Regions from separate parts of the Arachis hypogaea genome. Here region 1 is linked to region 2. The links are chromatin contacts, called in public Hi-C maps. All regions are on one chromosome and are shown on one strand. The core of a region is the stretch at or near the end of the contact, and the rest is flanking DNA. Distances in the headings are between cores, read along the strand shown.

The links. Hi-C and Micro-C count contacts between places; a contact is called where the count stands out from the background.
Region 1: a contact with region 2 is called in a Hi-C map of leaf, with 3 times the contacts expected there. The contact joins the promoter of LOC112755336 here to the enhancer-like site in region 2. A contact is called at or near these places in 2 of 8 Hi-C or Micro-C datasets (leaf and an unstated tissue).

What each region holds. Positions count from the first base shown.
Region 1 is chr16:140,207,913-140,211,997 of arahy.Tifrunner.gnm2.J5K5, reverse strand. LOC112755336 reads right to left here and starts at 1,735. Exons shown (of 4, transcript XM_025803360.3): 1 at 1,360-1,735. The coding sequence starts at 1,464.
Region 2 is chr16:140,121,072-140,125,636 of arahy.Tifrunner.gnm2.J5K5, reverse strand. It overlaps LOC112755334 (wax ester synthase/diacylglycerol acyltransferase 11), which reads right to left. Exons shown (of 7, transcript XM_025803356.3): 7 at 3,369-3,691. The coding sequence ends at 3,527. Among protein-coding and RNA genes, the nearest start is that of LOC112761789, 15 kb to the right of the region's middle. Within about 2 kb of position 1,461, at least 2 of the 3 cell types and tissues checked have open chromatin away from gene starts, as enhancers often do.

The DNA of each region.
Region 1 (4,085 bases), core at 486-2,985, 86 kb before region 2:
ATATATAGTAGCGAAACTACAACATAACAGAAGCCTTGCATCAACAATGAAAAGGGCACAAATTCAGCTGAGACCGTCACACGGGGAAAGGAAGAGCGAGAAGCAAGAGAAGAGATCAGATCAAGTTTTTATTTGAATTGGAATTTAGTTACATGAGTGCTAGTTCAAAGATCATCATGCTTCACCCCCCAAAAGCTGTGACTTTGAATGAGTCCATGTGTTGATGGCTGAAAACATTGAAACTAGCATCAGAGGAACATGCCCATAGCTTCAGGTATCTCATTATAGGATCAAAATTTTTGTTAACAATTTGGAGGGAAAATACTAAAATCTTTTCACCATATCTGTCACTTTTAGTTCTTTGATACATTAAAAAGTGTACCAAAACAAAATTATATCTAAATACATTGATTTATTAAAATATAAAAAAATAAAGAGCAACAGTAATAATAATAACCCGGAACTAGTAAATAAATGAATAAAGTGAACAAGTATCAAAGTATCTTAAGCTTGAGACTAAAGTGTTGTTTCAAACTTCAATGACCAAAACACTAATCCATGTCATTTTGAAAGTTGAAACAACCCCACTTACTAATAATTTTTAAGTACTTTATTTATTTGTTTATTACTGACTTTATTATTTTAAAATTGTGTAGTGCAGAGAAATAGAAGCAAACTAGCATGATAATCGCCTCCTTTCTCCTCCAACTACAAAATTTTAGTGCGAGACAAAGCCATGATGAAGCTATTAAGTTGAGCATAAACTAGTCCTTTTCCTCTAACCCTTTTCTTTATCATTGCCATAAAGAAAAAAGAGAATAATAATAAAAGAACTTTAATTTTTTCCCCTTCAATCAACCTCCCTCAGTGCGGCACAAAAAGACAAGCCCCACTATGAGTTCACACTTCATCCCCAAAAATATTAAAATTAAAATTTAAAAATAGAAGAAAGAAAGAAATTGCACAGAACACGGAAGTATCACAACTAATAACACTTTCCATCAATGCTTCTTTTTTTTTTCTTTTTTTTTGTAACACTTTTTCCAGATCCAGCATATAAAAGCCAACTCCAGCTGTGAAAACATTCTGAATGAGATGGTGCGAACGATCAAAACGAAATAATAATAATGATAAAAAAAAACATGGTGTTAAATAAATAAATTGACAAAAATTAAATAAGTATCAACTACTCAATTTTCTTCTCATCAAACTTAGTACTATGAATCAAGCAACTCAATTTTGAGATTTCAATTAGTTCATGCAAGTAGAAGAGCTCATTAGGTCAAATGCAGATGAAGCAAGCGGTGCTGAAGAAAATTGAACAAAGTAAAAGCATTAATAAGAGAGTTATATAGGTACCATTGAATCAATGGATTTCTGGTTCATGCAATACTCCTCAAGCTGTTGAAGCTCTTGAGAGAAGTTCTGCAAATACGGGAAGAAAAGACCAGTTTCTGCATACATTTTTTCTTTCTTTCTTTCCTATTATTTTTATTTTGTCTTGGAAAATCTAAGCTTCAGTGAGAAAAGAAAGAAGAGGAAGAGAATGGAGAGAGCAGCCAAAGTGTTTGAGATTTTAAGAGCTTTGATGATTATGAAGACTTAGAAAGAGAGAGAGAGAATTTAATGATTTATATATGTGAAAAAAAATTGAGGGGAAAAGTGATGTAAGGAAATACTAAATAAAGACAAAAGTAGGAAAAGGACACTATCATTTTTATAATGCAGTGACCCCATTTCTCTTGTCATTCTCATAAAAGATATGCTTTTTCTTTTTCTTTTTTTTTTTTATTAAATAGTAGTGAGGACTGAGGAGATATATTATTTTGGAGTATTATAATTGCAAATTGGTGCACAGAATACGATGAATTGCACCAAAGGCAGTGTCAGTGTACTGTATCTGTGGCCATGTTGTGGGGTTGGGTCCTCTTTGGGACTCAACAGTAATCATCACTCATCTTTCCCACTCATAGGCGGAAACAGTTTTCTCCCAAATATTTTTTTTTTCTTTATTAGAGATGACAATGGCTCTATGTAGGGGGGAGATTCTTCTCCCATCCCCTGTCTTCTGTTCTACTTTGATAAAAGTCATAAATCGCTTTTTGTCTCTATCTCATTTTTATTTATTTCCTTTTTCAGAAAAAAAAATTAGATGCATGCGAGTATTGATAAATATTAAACTTTAAATTTTTTAATGTGACTTTAATAAAATATAATACAATTTAATTAGATATGTCTAGTTCAATCCGATAAGAATTTCGGTCTGACTATGGACCACCGATCCGACGGGACACTCGATCCGAATTTAAGGGTGACTCACTCGCTACCTCACGTTCTGCTGGAAAAATTTGGACAGCTAGTAGAAATTTTTAGACAGATGAATCTCAAACAGTAAAAGAGAAAAATAAGGAGAGGTCTAGACAGAACTTCTTGTCCTAACAACACTCATACAATCAGAAATAAGAGAATAAACTATAGCAAGAAGAGGGGTATCATATATATGAATTCCTAACAATAGACTCTGATCCTGCTTAAACAGACAACCAGCTACCAAATTTACTTTTCAAAGGTTGTGACGCCAATTAATCTCCTGTATGTGGCGAGACAAAACAAGGATATCTTGGATTAGGAGGAAGCAGGGATGATTAGACGAGCACCCGTTCTTAATCATGTTGATAGCCATATGAGAATCCGATTCTATAATAATGTGATTCAATTCATTTGCCATAGCTAATTGCAACCCTTTTATCACTGCCCATAATTCAGCATGCATTATGGAACAATTTCCCAGATTGCAGGAGGAACCTTTCACAAATCTTCCTAAGGAATCTCTAAGAACGCCACCGCAAGCTGCATTGTTGTTATGATTATAGAAGGACCCATCGACATTAATCTTGATAAACATCTCTTGAGGTGGTTCCCATCCAATCAAACGCTTTGTACTGATGTTCAAGTTCCTGTGCTTTAGTAACTTAGAAGAGGTACTCTCTATCTTCCTTGACCGAGCCTAGATAGAGTGAACCAACGCATACTGCGAGGTGTATTTCCCTTTAAAAATCAGCAAATTCTTTGCATACCATAGGGACGAAGCAACGATACCAAAGATCCTCTCCCCCACTGTGCGATTTTTGGACAGATTAAAAGTCAACCAAGCTTGAAGATCAAGGATAAAAAAAAGTATTTATGTACTCCTGTGGAATGAGACGACTCTAGATCTCTTTGGCCAAAAAATAGTCTCGAAACACATGCAAAGTTGTCTCGTCTGCTGCATTACATCTCGGGCAAGAGGAGTACATAGTCATATGTCTTCTTTTTCTATTGTAATTTGTTAAAATAGCATCGTTTGCCACCAGCTAGAGAAAGTAATGCACTCTTTCCGGACCTCCCCACCTCCAAATACGATTGGACAACAAATTAGGAGGGGGAACTCTTCGCATAAGGAATTGTAAGCTAATTTTAGGTTAAAAGATCCATCTTGCGACAGCCCCCACCTAATCGATCAACGTCTCTCCAAGGAGAAGGAGGAGCCATGGCCATTATTCTCTTCACGATATCCTCCGGCAACCAGTCCCTGAACTTTCTTTTATCCCACGCACCTGAAACCGAGAGAAAGTCATTAGTAGATAAATTGGAATTGAACTCACTACTTACAGCATGCTGTTTAAGATGTCCTACAGTCGGAACCCACTGGTGATTTCAAAAATCAAAATTTTTGAGCCATCCCCAATCCTTCAAATCGTATTGCTTTTCAATTTATCCCAAGAAGAGAAAGCCCCCTTTCATAAGTTCGAATCCTTACTCCTTCTTTAGACAATAGGGAGAATATGACTTCCAAACTTGTACTTGGACCTAAGCACTTTGGCCCAAAGACTGTTGTTCTTCTCAACTAGACCCCACCCAATTTTCATCATGTACGCCTGATTCAAGTCCCTAGCATGGCATACTCCAATCCCCTCAGAGTTTTTTGGTTCCCTTAACTTCCTCCAGCTCATCGGATGAGGTTTTTTACTGTGCTCAGTCTCTCCCCAGATAAAATTCCTGTAATTTTGATCAATAATATTATAAATAGATATCGACAAGAGAGC
Region 2 (4,565 bases), core at 212-2,711:
TTGATTAATAAATTATTACATATACAAAATAGTTAAACATACGAATAAGCTAACTATATCTCCAACCAACTTAAATTTGTTTGAATTTGAGTTCATGGGGCCAATTTAATCCGTTGCAATTTTAATTTGATGTGATATATGTTTTTAGGATACAATATAACTAAATCTATTCATTTTTAACTAATTAGCGTACAGCTTCACCTTCACATACACTCACATTATCACTGGTACTTTCCGTTCCCTTGTGATTTTACTTCAATTATTACTAGCTTTTTGTTTGCTTACTTTTGTTATTATCATCTTGTTCTTTTCCAAACTTCCGAATTTTGTGTTGTGTGAAATGATTTATTGGTGGCCCTTCACTCCACCATTTTGTCTGTGTGTTCATCAAAGCATATGAAGGGTTAAGTTCATGGGGTTCCTACTTGTCTCATTCACATTTTAATTTTATTCTGTTTAAACTCCAATAATTGAGGGAACGGTATATATAGCTTGAAGCTGGGGAATCTTGACTTGAATATTATTGGAGGTGAAAAAATGGCAAAATGCAACTATCAAATTAAACACATTCAGACACGTGACCTTATTTATTTTAATTAATTAATTTTCCATGCATTCTTGTCATTCTCCCTAGCCAAACATTATTCTTTCAATAATTTTTGTAGTAACTTTAACAAATATTATTATATGCACTATTTTTTTTGTCTCTATGTTCTCTATATATTTTTTATATTTTAGTATTGAATAAACACCAAAAATACATTCAAATAACTTTGTTGTTGACAAAAATGCACCTAAATTTTGCTATCGATAAAAATACGTTCAAATAATTTAAAAATACGACAAAAATATCCAACATTAAATATGAAAAGTGATTTAGATATTAAATTTTGATGCAATTTTTTGCAAGCATGATTAGAAAAATGAGGTATTATTATTCTTAAAATTTAGTGATTTTTCCCTAAATATATATATATATTTTTGTGATTTTTTAAAAGTATTATTGTTTGTTGACAAAAAATCACAAAAAAATATATACTTAGCGAAAAATCACCAAATTTTAAGGATAAAAATATCTCATTTTTTAAATTATGCTTGCAAAAAACTGCATCAAAGTTCAATCTCTAAAGCATTTTTTGAGAATAAATATTTAATGTTGGACATTTTTGTCACGTTTTAAAATTATTTCAGGGCATTTTTGTTGATAACAAAATTCGAGTGCATTTTTGTCAATGATAAATTTATACGAGTGCATTTTTGGCAGAATTATTTTTCATATGGAACACCCGCCGTTGGTGTTTTTACTCAGGAAGCGTGGTGACAGGGTGCGTCAACGGCGTGGCAGTTCCCTGGCAACATGCGGGGAGCGTGGTGTTGTGGTGGGTTCAGACGGATGACAGTTCCCTGGCAACACGCGGTGGGCGTATTGCCTTAGAATCCTTGAAGCGTTGTAGGGTTTTCGCGCGTTTCTGAGGAGCCTACAGCAACACAGGAGGAAGGGGCGGCCGGGGCATGTTGTAGGCGGTCTGCATGCAGGGGACAGTCCCTCTATCCCGGTAACCAGCGACGTAGGGAAGCTCTATAAATTGAGCTTCTTCGTGACTCATTCATGCATCATTTGTACCGAGAAAGAAGAAGAAGAGCGAGTTAGTAGTGTGAAAAAATATATGTACCGAGAAAGAAGAAGAAGAGAATGTTGCATCACCAACCAATCAGACTGAAACACGTGGCAACATGCTCTCACGTGTTGATTCAGCACGCCTTCCACATATTGCTTCACCAACCAACGAGATTGAGACACGTGTCAACACGCCCCCACGTGCTGACTCAGCACTCCCTCCACGTGTTGCATTACCAAGCAAGCAGACTTCGTCACGTGACAACCACGCCCTCCGCGTGCTGCTGACAACACACCCCCTGCATGTTGAAGCTTCCCTCTGTCACGTCCATCAATTTATAAATACACACACTACACCCATTTTCAACTAAAACACCAATAATATTTTCATTTTATAAAAAATTAACTCATTTTTGGTGGTTTACACTTTAGTATTTAAAGGAAAAGTTAAAAAGATCAGGGAATAAATAAAAAAAGTTATCTTTTAATATAAAAGAAGAAAAATATACATTTTAAGTAATATAGCCTTCTATAAAAACAGTATGCCAAATCTTAAATAATTAAAATTATAAACTAATATATTAATAGGGTGATGATAAAACCAACAAACAATTAGACGAATAATAAGTAATTTGGCCTCATGAAAATGAATACACAAGTTTATATAAATTCCTAAAACAACAAAAGCAATGTCTCCACTATATACTTATTATCAAGGAATATCATGTGATGACAAACATATTTATTTCCGAATATACACAAGATGAATTTCTCTTTCAAGCTTATTTTCATACAAATAAAGATAAATGATGATGACTTGTAATTTATTGGCACTCTTTCCACCGATTCCGATTGTCCTCTTCTGCATGCGTTAAGGTCCTCAACCTTCTTGTCTTTTATCATTCAGGAGACATACTATTCTTCGGTAAAATTTTAACTTAGAAAGTGATTCGACTCTCTCAATCTGAATTTTTTGATATAACATGTTTCTTTTTATTCATTTAAATTTTTAAGAGAAATAATATCATAATATAATATTAAAAGATGCTATTACACGAGAGAATATGTTAAAGATATAATCATTACTATCATGACAATCCAGAACCTCATTTTTATTATAGGATCGAGTATTATAATAATGGATATTGATTTGAATATGTTATGTATAAATCAAAGTAAACCACTAATCAAAGTAAGCCTATTTGTACGCTAGTTCATGGACACTAAACAGTTAGCTACCTTTTATCAACTCTTGGTTTTGTCCTTTAAGAAAAAAATGGAAATGCGGACTAAAATTAATTGGAGACTGGAAAAAAAAAAGGCCTGATAAGTTTGGTTACAGTTAAATTTGGGTGTCAAATTAATGAATAAAATCTTTATAAACTTTTCACTTTTTTTTTTTATTTTCTTGGATGTGTGACTAATTCTTTATATTCTTCACACTTACTAGTCAACACGTAGAGCTTTGGATTGTGGGTAGCTGCTGGTTGATGCGGTTTTGTCTCGTTGTCTTTCTTGGAGGTGTTTGGTGAGGGTTTGTTTATGGATTTGTAAGATCTTGGTGGAGTCATTATCATATCAGGAATACAAGGTAGTTTTTATTGCTGATCTGTATGGTTGGTCTAAAATGTTCCCAATCACAATTTTGCCTATTTTTTGTGTACACATATTCTTGAATTATAATGGTCCTACCAGCGACAATAATACTTATGGATTGCTTGTTATATGATTTGGACTTGGTGATTGCTTGTTTTTAGTTTGCAATTGTTTTTGTATAAACTCTATGTCTTGCACCTATGATTTATTTGTGTGTGTGTAATAAATCAAATTCAGAATAATTGAATAATAAATGAAATTACTTAAACAAATATAAGCTTTCTCAAATGCTGATAATTGAAGTATTTGTTGTCAGACTGCATCTTCAACGGGCTTCTTCTGAACAACATCACGCATGAGTTTGAGTGATTCTTCGAAATCATCACAAAGGAGATAAGGATCTGGAATTACACTTGGATCCACTGATAGAGAAATTATCATCTTATTTGCATAACTTTGGAAATGCATAGTCAGGGCCTGCAAAACAAATCCCAACTGATGAGTGGAATGATTCAATGGTCTCTGCCTATAAATAATCAAAGGAAAAACTCCTATTTTATTTTGATCTTTAAAAAAAAATTGTATCGGAAGTAACTAATTTGGTTTGAAAAATTAGAGATAATACTTAATTTAGTCCCTGAATTTACATGTAAGTTTCAATTTAGTCCCTAAAATTTCAATTGCCTTTATTTAGTCTCTAAACTTTGCGAACATAACTCATGTTAGTCCTTGAAACAATTTTCAACCTACAAACATTAACGGAACACTGTTGTGGACAGTCGGATGTTATACTAAACTTTGTAAAATGATGTCGTTTTAATTTTGGCACTCAAATAACCCAAAAACAATATCGTAAGTGGTGTTTATTGAAATTTTACCTAACAAAATAAATGATACGACGCCGTTTATGAGCTATTTGAATGTCAAAACCAAAACTGCATCATTTTACAAGTTTCAACGTGACATCTGACGGTCTATATCAGCGCTCCATTAATGTTTTTGTACTGAAAATCGTCTCAGTGACTAATGTGAGGCACGTTTATAAAGTTTGGGAATTAAATAGAGGCAATTGAAATTTTAAGAACTAAATTGAGACTCATGTAAGTTTAGGGACCAAATTGAATATTAACTCGAAAAATTATGATGACTTGTTTCAAAGCAAGTTATTTGCTTCTAACTTAAATCCAAGATTATTGAGGAGACAGAAACTTGCTTAATACTTGACTAACTAGCTATTGCTTAACAAAGAAATCAAATAAATTCTCGTTTAAAAAGGTCTATCCAAACTCAAACTTAATAGAAGGGACAACTCGAATCAAAAGTGTTGACGAATTCTTATTAATTAATGAAG